Linked DNA regions of Macaca mulatta: region 2 is linked to region 1. Evidence: chromatin contacts called from public Hi-C data. All regions are on one chromosome and are shown on one strand. The core of a region is the stretch at or near the end of the contact, and the rest is flanking DNA. Distances in the headings are between cores, read along the strand shown. Region 1 has its middle 100 kb from the start of RND3. Region 2 has its middle 22 kb from the start of RND3.

Evidence for each region. Hi-C and Micro-C count contacts between places; a contact is called where the count stands out from the background.
Region 2: a contact with region 1 is called in a Hi-C map of fibroblasts, with 2.0 times the contacts expected there. The contact joins two enhancer-like sites. A contact is called at or near these places in 2 of 14 Hi-C or Micro-C datasets (fetal cortex germinal zone and fibroblasts).

Annotation. Positions count from the first base shown.
Region 1 is chr12:55,360,693-55,365,321 of T2T-MMU8v2.0, reverse strand. No RefSeq gene overlaps it. Among named protein-coding and RNA genes, the nearest start is that of RND3, 100 kb to the left of the region's middle. Within about 2 kb of position 3,326, at least 1 of the 40 cell types and tissues checked has an H3K27ac peak or open chromatin away from gene starts, as enhancers often do.
Region 2 is chr12:55,438,994-55,444,047 of T2T-MMU8v2.0, reverse strand. No RefSeq gene overlaps it. Among named protein-coding and RNA genes, the nearest start is that of RND3, 22 kb to the left of the region's middle. Within about 2 kb of position 1,432, at least 1 of the 40 cell types and tissues checked has an H3K27ac peak or open chromatin away from gene starts, as enhancers often do.

The DNA.
Region 1 (4,629 bases), core at 2,077-4,576:
TATTTTCTGCAGTAATTTACTTGTCAGAAAGATCACAGGAAACTAGCAATTTACTTTGTGCACAAAGCATTGTGTGGCTGTGACTGCCTTTTCTCATAGGGCTGTAATCTTTCATTTGTCTAAATGAAATGATGGATGAGCAGGGATCACCACTTGGCATGCCAAGGCGGCTGCTCATCCACGCCTCTCCCGCCTTCATGGCAAAGTGCCTCTGGCTGAGACACCCCTAAAAAAGGGGGCTGCTGGACCTAAGAGAAGGCTCTACATGGGTTGACAACCAACCACTGGAGACCAATCCCTACAAGCAGAAATGTTTACATTGCTTAATACAGCTTATCATCATTGTATAAGAAAAAAGCCAACTAAAATTTCTTCTTTTGCATATCTAAAAATGCTGATGAACATATTCAATATTTCAAAGTTGTCTACCATAAGATAAGACAGGAAATGTATTGCCTAACACTGACCCTTCCCCTTTTTTTTCAGCCAAAGGAAAATAAGCCAAGCATCTGTTAATAACTATTGGATTTCGTTCATAAAGATGCTTCAATTGCCTCCCCTACACACACTCCACTTTTTAAGCTCAAACTCTGAGCCGAATGAACATAAACAGGCTTAACAACTTCATAATTTTCCCAGGCTTCCTTCCCCTTCACTCATTTCACGTAAATGACAATAACCAAAATGAAAAGAGCTTAAAGTTTAATAAGAAGGTTTCACTTGAGATAATTATAGAGGTTTTGGTAGGCTTTCAGAACCCTCTTCATTATCAGAAATAGTTGGGAGATTTTACTTCAATTCTGTCTGTGCAATTTACAGTGTGAGTACCATGCCCCAGAAACTCTGTTGTCAGGGATGTGAGCAAATGCTGAAGCCAAGGAGGTTCCTGGTATGCAAATGTCAAGCCCTCAGGGTCACCACTGTCAAGAAACAGAGAGCAAAAGGTGGATGTCCTCAATCTGGCAAAGGGTGTTGACAAAAAGCAGTCAGCAAAGAGCGTATTTAATGTTGAAATTTTGAAAACATTTCTGCATGAGTTGTGGGAAGTAAAGTTTTTGTCAAGCAGAATTCTTACCCACTCCCTTCTCATACCACACATTTCCTCTTTAGGAGGTAAGTTGAGCAAAGATACATCAAACATCTACTCTGTGTTTAAGCATTAAGAGTGCAAAGATAAATAACAGATGGCTCTTGACCTGAAAGAGCTTACACATCATTGGACAAGGCAGGCAGAATCAAACTGACTATATCAAGATAAGTGCATAGCAGCCGTAGAAACAGAGCACTATGAGGCAGAGAACCCTCAAAATAGACATTATGCATACTTTTTCATATGCTGTCATGCATCACTTAATGATGGGGATAGATTCTGAGAAATTCATCCTTAGATGATTTTGTCATTATTTGAACATCGTAGAGTGTACTCACACAAACCTAGATGGTGTAGCCTACTGCACACCTAGGTTACACGGGGTGGCTTATTACTGCTAGGCTACAAACCTGCACAGCACATTACTATACTGAATTCTGTAGGCAATTGTAATGCCGTTGTGTATCTAAACATATCTAAACAAAGAAAAGGTACAGTAAGGATATAGTATTATAATCTTAGGGTACCACTGTCATCTATGTGGTCCACCATGGACCCAGACATCGTTAGACAGTGCCTGACTGTATTTAGAAAGACATGAATGTTTCTGTAGAGACTTTAGGAAATCACATACACTTAATTGTATCTAGTGTACTGGATTTCTGAGTAACAAATAAGTCATGCATGTATGCATTCATTCATTTATTGGGCTTTACTTTACACCAGGTGTTTTGCCAGGTGTTGGGGCTACAAAGATAATTTTGAATTGTCTTCTGCTCACAGGAGCTGTATGCTGGATATTGGAAAGTAGATTGAAAGGCCTTGAATGATATGTAGTCAAACACTATTCTGCAAGCATAAGGATGCCAGGAAGATTTGGTTGCTTTTGTTATTGAATAAAAGAAAGAAGACTGTGGTAAAATCTTCGGAAAAATAAAATGTGAGTGGAGAGGTTGGATTGGAATGGGGAAGGACTGGTGTGAGGGAGGCACAATTGTTCCTGTCCAAATGATAAGGGCCTGAACTTAAGAGTAGTATTTAGGTATGTAGGGGAGACATTTTTTAAATAAAATAGAAAGAAAATGGTGTCTAGTTCAAGAATTTGTACTGCAAGCAAGAACAAGTGTCTCTGTCTATGAGAGTAGAAAGGACTTTATTGGGAAAATTTTTATTAAGACTGGTTTGGATAACCAATGTGATAGTTGAGGACCAGATTTTAAAAATGTAAAACAAATAAGGCAAAGGCAAACAAGGCTCTGGACAGCCAAGAGTAGGGAGGATATTCACCATCGTTGGAAGGAAAGATGTGGCTCAAATGCACTGGTGTAGCTGCTGCTACTCAGCGTGACTCCCTCTGAACCTGATGCCCCTAACACTCTGTTCCAATGATGTTAAGCCCACTGAGTGCCAAGCCTGAGGGTGCAGGGAGAGTATGTCTCTTTCTTAGGAAAGGAGAAGATTGTGTGTCATTAAGTCTGGTAGCTTCTCCCAACTGGAAAAGGAGGTTTGGATATTGAACAGCCTCCCAGTGGCCATTGTTCACCCCAAACCTTTATCACGGGACACTTCAAAAGATCTAGATTTATTGACAGAGTGAATGATAATGCCTTAATTAATAGGACACAGAACCAGAAGGAATGCATTAGCAAGTCCAGGTCAAATTAAATTTGAGATATTTTTTAGAAAGCTAAGTAAAAGCCCAGAAACTAGTCTTGATCCGGGTGTCAGCACAGAGGCCAGCGCTAAAGATAGAGTCTCGGAATTCCATTATCTGGTTGTATTATACTCCCTCTACATTCTACTGTCTGTCCATAACTCAGAACCACCTGAAAATACTCTGCTCAGTTCTAGATTTGCTGCTATTATTTCACCCTCCTGTGTATTCTTATATTTCATTCTATTCCCTGGTCATTCAAAATAGCATTTGGTCCCACAGTTGGGTGGAAATTATTCCTCAATTGCTCAACCCCGACACTGCTAATTCAGAGAAAAGAATGTGCCAGGAATTTCTCTGTCTCCATCCTATGCAGACACCACCTTTCATTCATACCAAATTAATCACTTTGGAGTGTGCTCACTGGTGATTCCACACATAGTTAAGAGATCAGTAGTCAAGTATTTTTCAGTAAGAAAGCTCCAGTGGATCAATGGAAAAGGAGACAGGGGAGGTCATCCTGTCTAAAATCTGATTTGAGGCTCTCCCATCACTCGTCTTAGCAGTTGTGCCTGACATCATTCTCCACTCCCACTTGGCCTGGGATGCTGCATTCCTGCTGCCTGCTTCATCAGCTCACTGATGCTTTTGCATAGAGATTTTCTAACTGGGATTCCAGGGAGGGACTCATGAGGAAGTGAAAGGGAATAGGGAAGAGGCAAAACTGGGAGGCTTTGGGTCCTATTTTTCTGTTTCACCATAGCAACTCAGATTTTTATCTTTTCATAAATCAGTCTTCAAAGTTTCCTTTGAGCACAGGTTTCTGATGTTACAAACAAGTTTATAAATCATTGCTATCTTAGTGCATTCAGGTTGCTATAACAAAATATCATAAACTAGGTAACTTACAAATGACAGAAATTTATTTTTCACACTCCTGGAGGCTAGAAAGCCCAACATTAAGGCAGCTTCAGTGTCTGGTGAGGACCTGTTTTCTGGCTTATAGAGGACTGTGTCCTTACACGGTGAAGAAGTGTCAGGCTCCCTCAGGCCTCTTTTATAAGGACACCAATCCCATTCATGAAGGCTCTTCGCTCATGACCTAACACATCCCGAAGACCCTACCTCCTGATACCATTACCTTGGGGGTTAGGAGTTCAACAAATAAATTTTAGAGGGATTTAAACTTTCAGTCCACATCAGTTGCTTTCAACTGACAGTTCTCAAACCCTTTCTGGCTTCAGGATGCATTCACACTTTTAAAAATTATTAGGGCCTTTTTTTTTTTTTTCTTTTCCCAAGATGGTGGATTGGAGGAATTGTTAGCATGCCTCTCCCACTTGGAAAGACAAAATAGTTTGTAGAGACTCATGCTGTGAACTTGTTTCCAAGCAGCAACACAGACAATTAACAGGAAAACTGAAAAATAAAAATAACAGAACCTTTGAAAGAAGTGGCAGGCTGAGCCTATGCCTTGAGCCGGGAGGAAAACCGTAAGTCCCTAGAGTGTGAGAGGGGGAGAAATTGCCTCCAGGATGTACATTCCCACTGGGAAGCTGGCAGTCCAGGCCACAGGGGAAGGCCTTGTCTCAGTGCTGGAGTTGATTTAGTGAGTGGTGAGGAGTATATGAGAAAAAGCGGCATCACTCCTTTACAAGCACTTCCAGACTCCAACAGATAAAGGGAAACAATTCTTGATTCTTCCTCCCAGGGAACCTCGCAGAAATCTGCTGGTGAACTCAGTTGGTGGTCATAGGTGGGGGGAAGCTCCTGAGATTCATGATGTAATTTCAAGTTGGGACAGACCCCTTTGGCCAGAACCAGGGGGTGAGTGGGAAGTGTGTTGTAGCCATGAGCACAGGAACTGGATGCCCCTACGTCACAG
Region 2 (5,054 bases), core at 183-2,682, 81 kb before region 1:
AACTGTTGAAGTCACTTTGTTTGTTTGGTCAATGTTTCTGCAGTATTTATTAAAACATACTTTTTTTTTCTTCAAATAAAAAAGTAACCATGTCTTTGTCTAAATGTGATCTGTCTTCTATTACCTGCTTCCTGATTTCGCTGTTTAGCTTTGTTCTTTAACATAGGTGATTACAGAATCAAAATGCCTAACATTTTCTAAATGAGAAGGCTTTGGAATTTTTTAATTCTTCATAGTAGTAACAGATAAACCTGCATATATAAAAGGTTTTCATGATGCTTTCAAATCACAAGAAAAAAAAATGGGGCATAATTAGATTAAGTGATTTGATCATATACGAAAAAGAGCCCTGATACTGCCTAAGATTAACTTGTAGAAAATATGGAAGTCTTCAAGTATTTAAGAATGAAGCAATATGATGCAGTCTCAAGTCACAGGTTTAATGCTAATACGAGCCTAGTTTGCCTCTCTGCCCTGTGGGGTTCTGAGCCTTGGTCTTTAACTCATGCCACCTCGCAAGGCATGTCCATGTCCTTGTTCACAGCGGTTGTGGGGATGACCCAGCACACAGCTTTTGCAACAATTGGAAGGATTAAAAAAAGCAAAACAGAAATTGTCTTGCATATGGTAGTAGCATCTTTAAATAACACAGTACAACATAATACAAGTTTCCCAATGACCTGGGAGATGTACAGTAAGCATAGAACTTACCGTAAAATAGAGGACTCTCTCCCCATAAATCCAGTTGATTCTCGGTCTTCAGCTAAAATACTTACATATAAGTTTTACATAAGTGTCCAAAGATACTCTATGTGGGATTTTTAAAACAGTGCTTCTTTCTACACAGCTAAGCCACATCATATTAAAAAAATGCATCCTTGTGGCTTCTTTTTTTCTGAGTGGCTTTGGGAATCTTGGAGGTACAGTTATTTGCTTGGAAATAATTCTCAGAAGCAAAGAGGGAAGCAGAGAATCCAACATGAGTGAACCAATTAAAGCACACTGACATTATGAAATGGCCTTATAAACAATTTTAAGCACAGAGATTTACTGAGAATGTCTGTAACTCATTCTTGTTGTCATCAAACAGTAAAGGAAATAAAAGTACTTTCCAAATCCTTGGTGTTGAGTAACTTCTGAGCATAATGTCTAAGTCAGCCTTGCAAGAAACTCATTTCTCAACAATCACTGGCATAGAAAAATAAAAAAGTAAAAAGCTGAGGTTTTGCTGACCTTGGCAGTATTTTATATGCTGTACAGTAATGTTCCCCTCTGGTCAATTGTTCTTTCCTAGCAGCTTTAATTTGTTGAAGCGAAAGAGAAACGTTTGTCTTCAGCCTTGGGCGTGGATGCCTTCCTTTTCTCTGACTTCTTGCCTTAGCAAACATTTCTCCTAAGCATTCTGTGAACATTCCTTTCTATTGATTAATGATCTTGGTTAATGCCTTTTTAAATACTAAAAGGTGGTTTTCAAACTCTGAGTAAGACTTTACACTGTGTCTCATTTTAATCTTTTACGGGAACAGTTTCTTAGAATCTAGTCTTGCAGGGAGTCTGTCTTAGGTGCAGACTTAGAAATAACTCGGGGAGTTATTTTTATTAGAAAGAATTTTTTTAAATGACCTCATCTTCTAACCCTCCTGAAACTCTTAAAGCTGCTTATCTTTTTTCTGCTGCGTTATTTTGACACCAGCATTCTGCTAATCTCAAAGTTTTTATTTTTATCATTTTTCTATTCACCAAATATTTATTGAGTGCTTACTACATGCCTGACACTTTTCTAAGTTTGGCACATTATCATGAATTAAATTCGATCTCTGACATGGGGAATTTATAATGTAGTAGTGGGAGACAGTCACCACCACCAAACTATAGTACACCAGATCTGGTTGTCATTTCCATTGACATTAACTGAATCATAGAAAATGGGTAGGCACTAAATATTCCAATACATAGCCAGGCACGTTAATGCAATAGCCACATATGTTACACCACATATGTAATGCTATCATTGCAACAGGAATTTTCTAGTGCATCCTAATGCCTGTGGCCCATTTATAGTGATTGTAGCAAGGCAATGTGAATGACAGTGTTTGCACAATGAGCATAAGTTTTTGTGGCTGGTTAGAAGTCCAGTAGGAGAAAATTTTCCTCCACAGTTGAGCATGAACAGCTCTTAAACAGTCATCTCTTTGTTTTAAAATATGCTGGAATTACTATAGATTTGTACTCTCTTTCTGCTGTGATATCTTCAATTGCTGAGCATATTAAAAAAGAAATTAAACTAATGTTTGAAATAAGTGATATAAAATTCAATTATAAAAATAAAATTAACTCTTAGGAGATGATAAAAAGACAAAGTAAGCATTTTGGTTAAACATGGAGAACCCGTTATTTATCTAATGTTGAAAATACATATTTTTGGCAGTCCAAAAGATCTCTTAAAAAGTGTTTGCTAGCAATAAATTCTAAGGCTCTTTGTCTCTGCCCCACTGGCAACACAGGGAACACAGGGAAATTTTTATTCTGGTGAACCCCAGAATGAAAATGTGTGGAAATGGCAAAGCCAATTCACTCTTCAGGACTTTACTTTTGGACTTTTTTTTTTTTTTTTTTTTTAAGGGATCAATAGTGATTTTCCTCCAGGAACACTGACCTACTGACAGTGGGCCTCTACAAAACAACTAAATTTTTAAAAAGACATTCCATGATAAGAAATGGAAATTGGGTCAGTATATGGTCAATCCTGCCATCAAAGTAAGAGCTAACACTGAAATTGCACAAATTATGCACCAGGGGCTGCATTAAGTGGTTCACATAACTCACATATTTCCCACTACAAACATATGCAGCAAGTTAAATATTAAGTTCCCGATTTTGCAGATGAGAAGACAGATATTTTCTCCAAGGTCATGTGGAAGAACAAAGATTGGAACTCAAGCAAGGCAGTCTGCTGTGCAATTTCAAGCTCTCTACCACAACACCATCTTGTCACAAATACTTCACATGTGTAGCATGGTGCCCCAGGCACATGAGAGCTAAACTCTATGGCCATACAGCTAAGGTCTGAGCCCCCATGTAGCCACATCCCCTGGTCTCCCCTGCACCTTCCTCGTCCTTCTTTGATTCTGACCTTTTCCTGAATCCTGTGACTCCGCCATCTCCTCTTTTCCCCTCTGCCTTCACCTCTGTGTTTGCTCTACTTCTTGGGTGTTGAGATCATTGTGAGAAAACAATGAAAGGACCAACGATGGTTGACACACATGACCTGTCACAATCCAGGGATTCTTGAATTGTGCTAGAAGTAAGAGGTTCCACAGCAATAGTTTAAGAATCTTCAGCCTGAAATGGATGCTGTAGATGCCCGCATTAAAAGCGGTCAGCTGCAGAAGAGAAAGAGATTTGGCATTGTGGTTGCAGAGCAGCTACTGAGTTGTGTCTTATTTTTGGTGGGCCAGATGTAAAATTGATAGTGTAAATACTGATGAAAGATGAGCAGCTACATTAGCCATAGTCTCTTGATTGCAGATTCCTTATTTTGAAGAAACCAGTTGTAGGGGGTAGGGGAGGTTCTTCATTACACTTAGTTTCCACAAAATGTACCATCAAATTGCTGTTTAAAGTGTTGAAGAGCAGCTGATGTGGTTTGTCTCTGTGTCCCCAACCAAATCTCATCTCAATTTGTAATCTGCACATGTCAAGGGAGGGACCTGTAATCCCCACGTGTGGAGGGAGGTAGGTGACTGAATCATGGGGGTGATTTCTCCCATGATGTTCTTGTGATACTGAGCGAGTTCTCACAAGATCTGATGGTTTTATAAGTGGTGGTTTCCCCGGCTCGTCTCTTTCCTGCCGTCTTGTGAAGAAGGTGCTTCTGCCATGGTTGTATGTTTTCTGAGGCCTCCCCAGCCAGAGGGAACTGTGAGTCAATTAAACCTCTTTCTTTTGTAAATTACTGAATCTCAGGGAAGTTCTTTATAGCAGTGTGAAAACGAACTAATACAGTAGCTAAGAGTTACTTTCCCTTGCAGAGGACTGACACATTCCCAGAGAACAGGGAAGCACATGGAAAACTTGACTCAGTTGAAACAATGCAGTGGTTTTCATTCAACTGATGGTCATCAGGGTGATTTAACTGTCACCAGAGCTGAGAGAGGTGCTACATGCAACCTGTGTTCAGGACTGCATGGTGTTTTCTTGAAGTGCCATTGTACACAGCTGGAAAAGAAATTTGTTTCATTGCTTTTGCTTATCTAGTGCCTACTCCGTTGGCATCCCCTCATTTTCCAACTGAGCCAAGTGATCATTTCTAATCATTTGTTCATCTTTCTTCAAACTTATTCTGTGAAGAGAAGGCCAGAAGCGATTGCATAAATATAGCTTTTATGGTCTTTTAAACATTATCCAAAAGTCTTAAAAGATTTGGATGTTTTTGGTCATTTTCCCCAATTTATGAGTATGGACATCTAGGTCCCCTCCTACCTAGACAGTGAAATCTCTAGGGTGTCTTGAAACACCCCAACTCTTAGCTCCACAAGAAAAGGACTATAATTAATTTACCAATACATACTCATAAGCTACTATAGTTGATAGTAGGTTAATTAAGGAATTAATGAGTTAATTAGTGAGTTAATGAATGGCTTGAACTATTAGAAGCAAAGATGCTCTTAGGATTGCTAAGCCTGACTTGAATTACCACTAACACTTTGGATTAAGTAGAGCTTTTAGAACTATTTCAGCAGCCCCCAGGAAGCTTATTAGGCCTGGAATTGCCCTAAGGGGAAGGTACAAGTGCACAGGAAAGGTTTGTGTTCATGTGACTCTCCTCTGGTATGTACTTGCATGTCCTCTCTGCCACTCTATATTTTGTACCCTCTGCACAGAACACATCTCTGCCCCAGAAAAACATGAGCTGCTGTGGTCCAAATATGTCTCCCAAACTTCATGTCTTGGAAACTTGATCCCTGTGGTGGGATGGTGGGGTGGTGTTGGGAAGTGGGGCCTTTTGAGAGGTGTTTAGGTGTTGAGGGCTCTGCTTTCATGAACTGGACTAA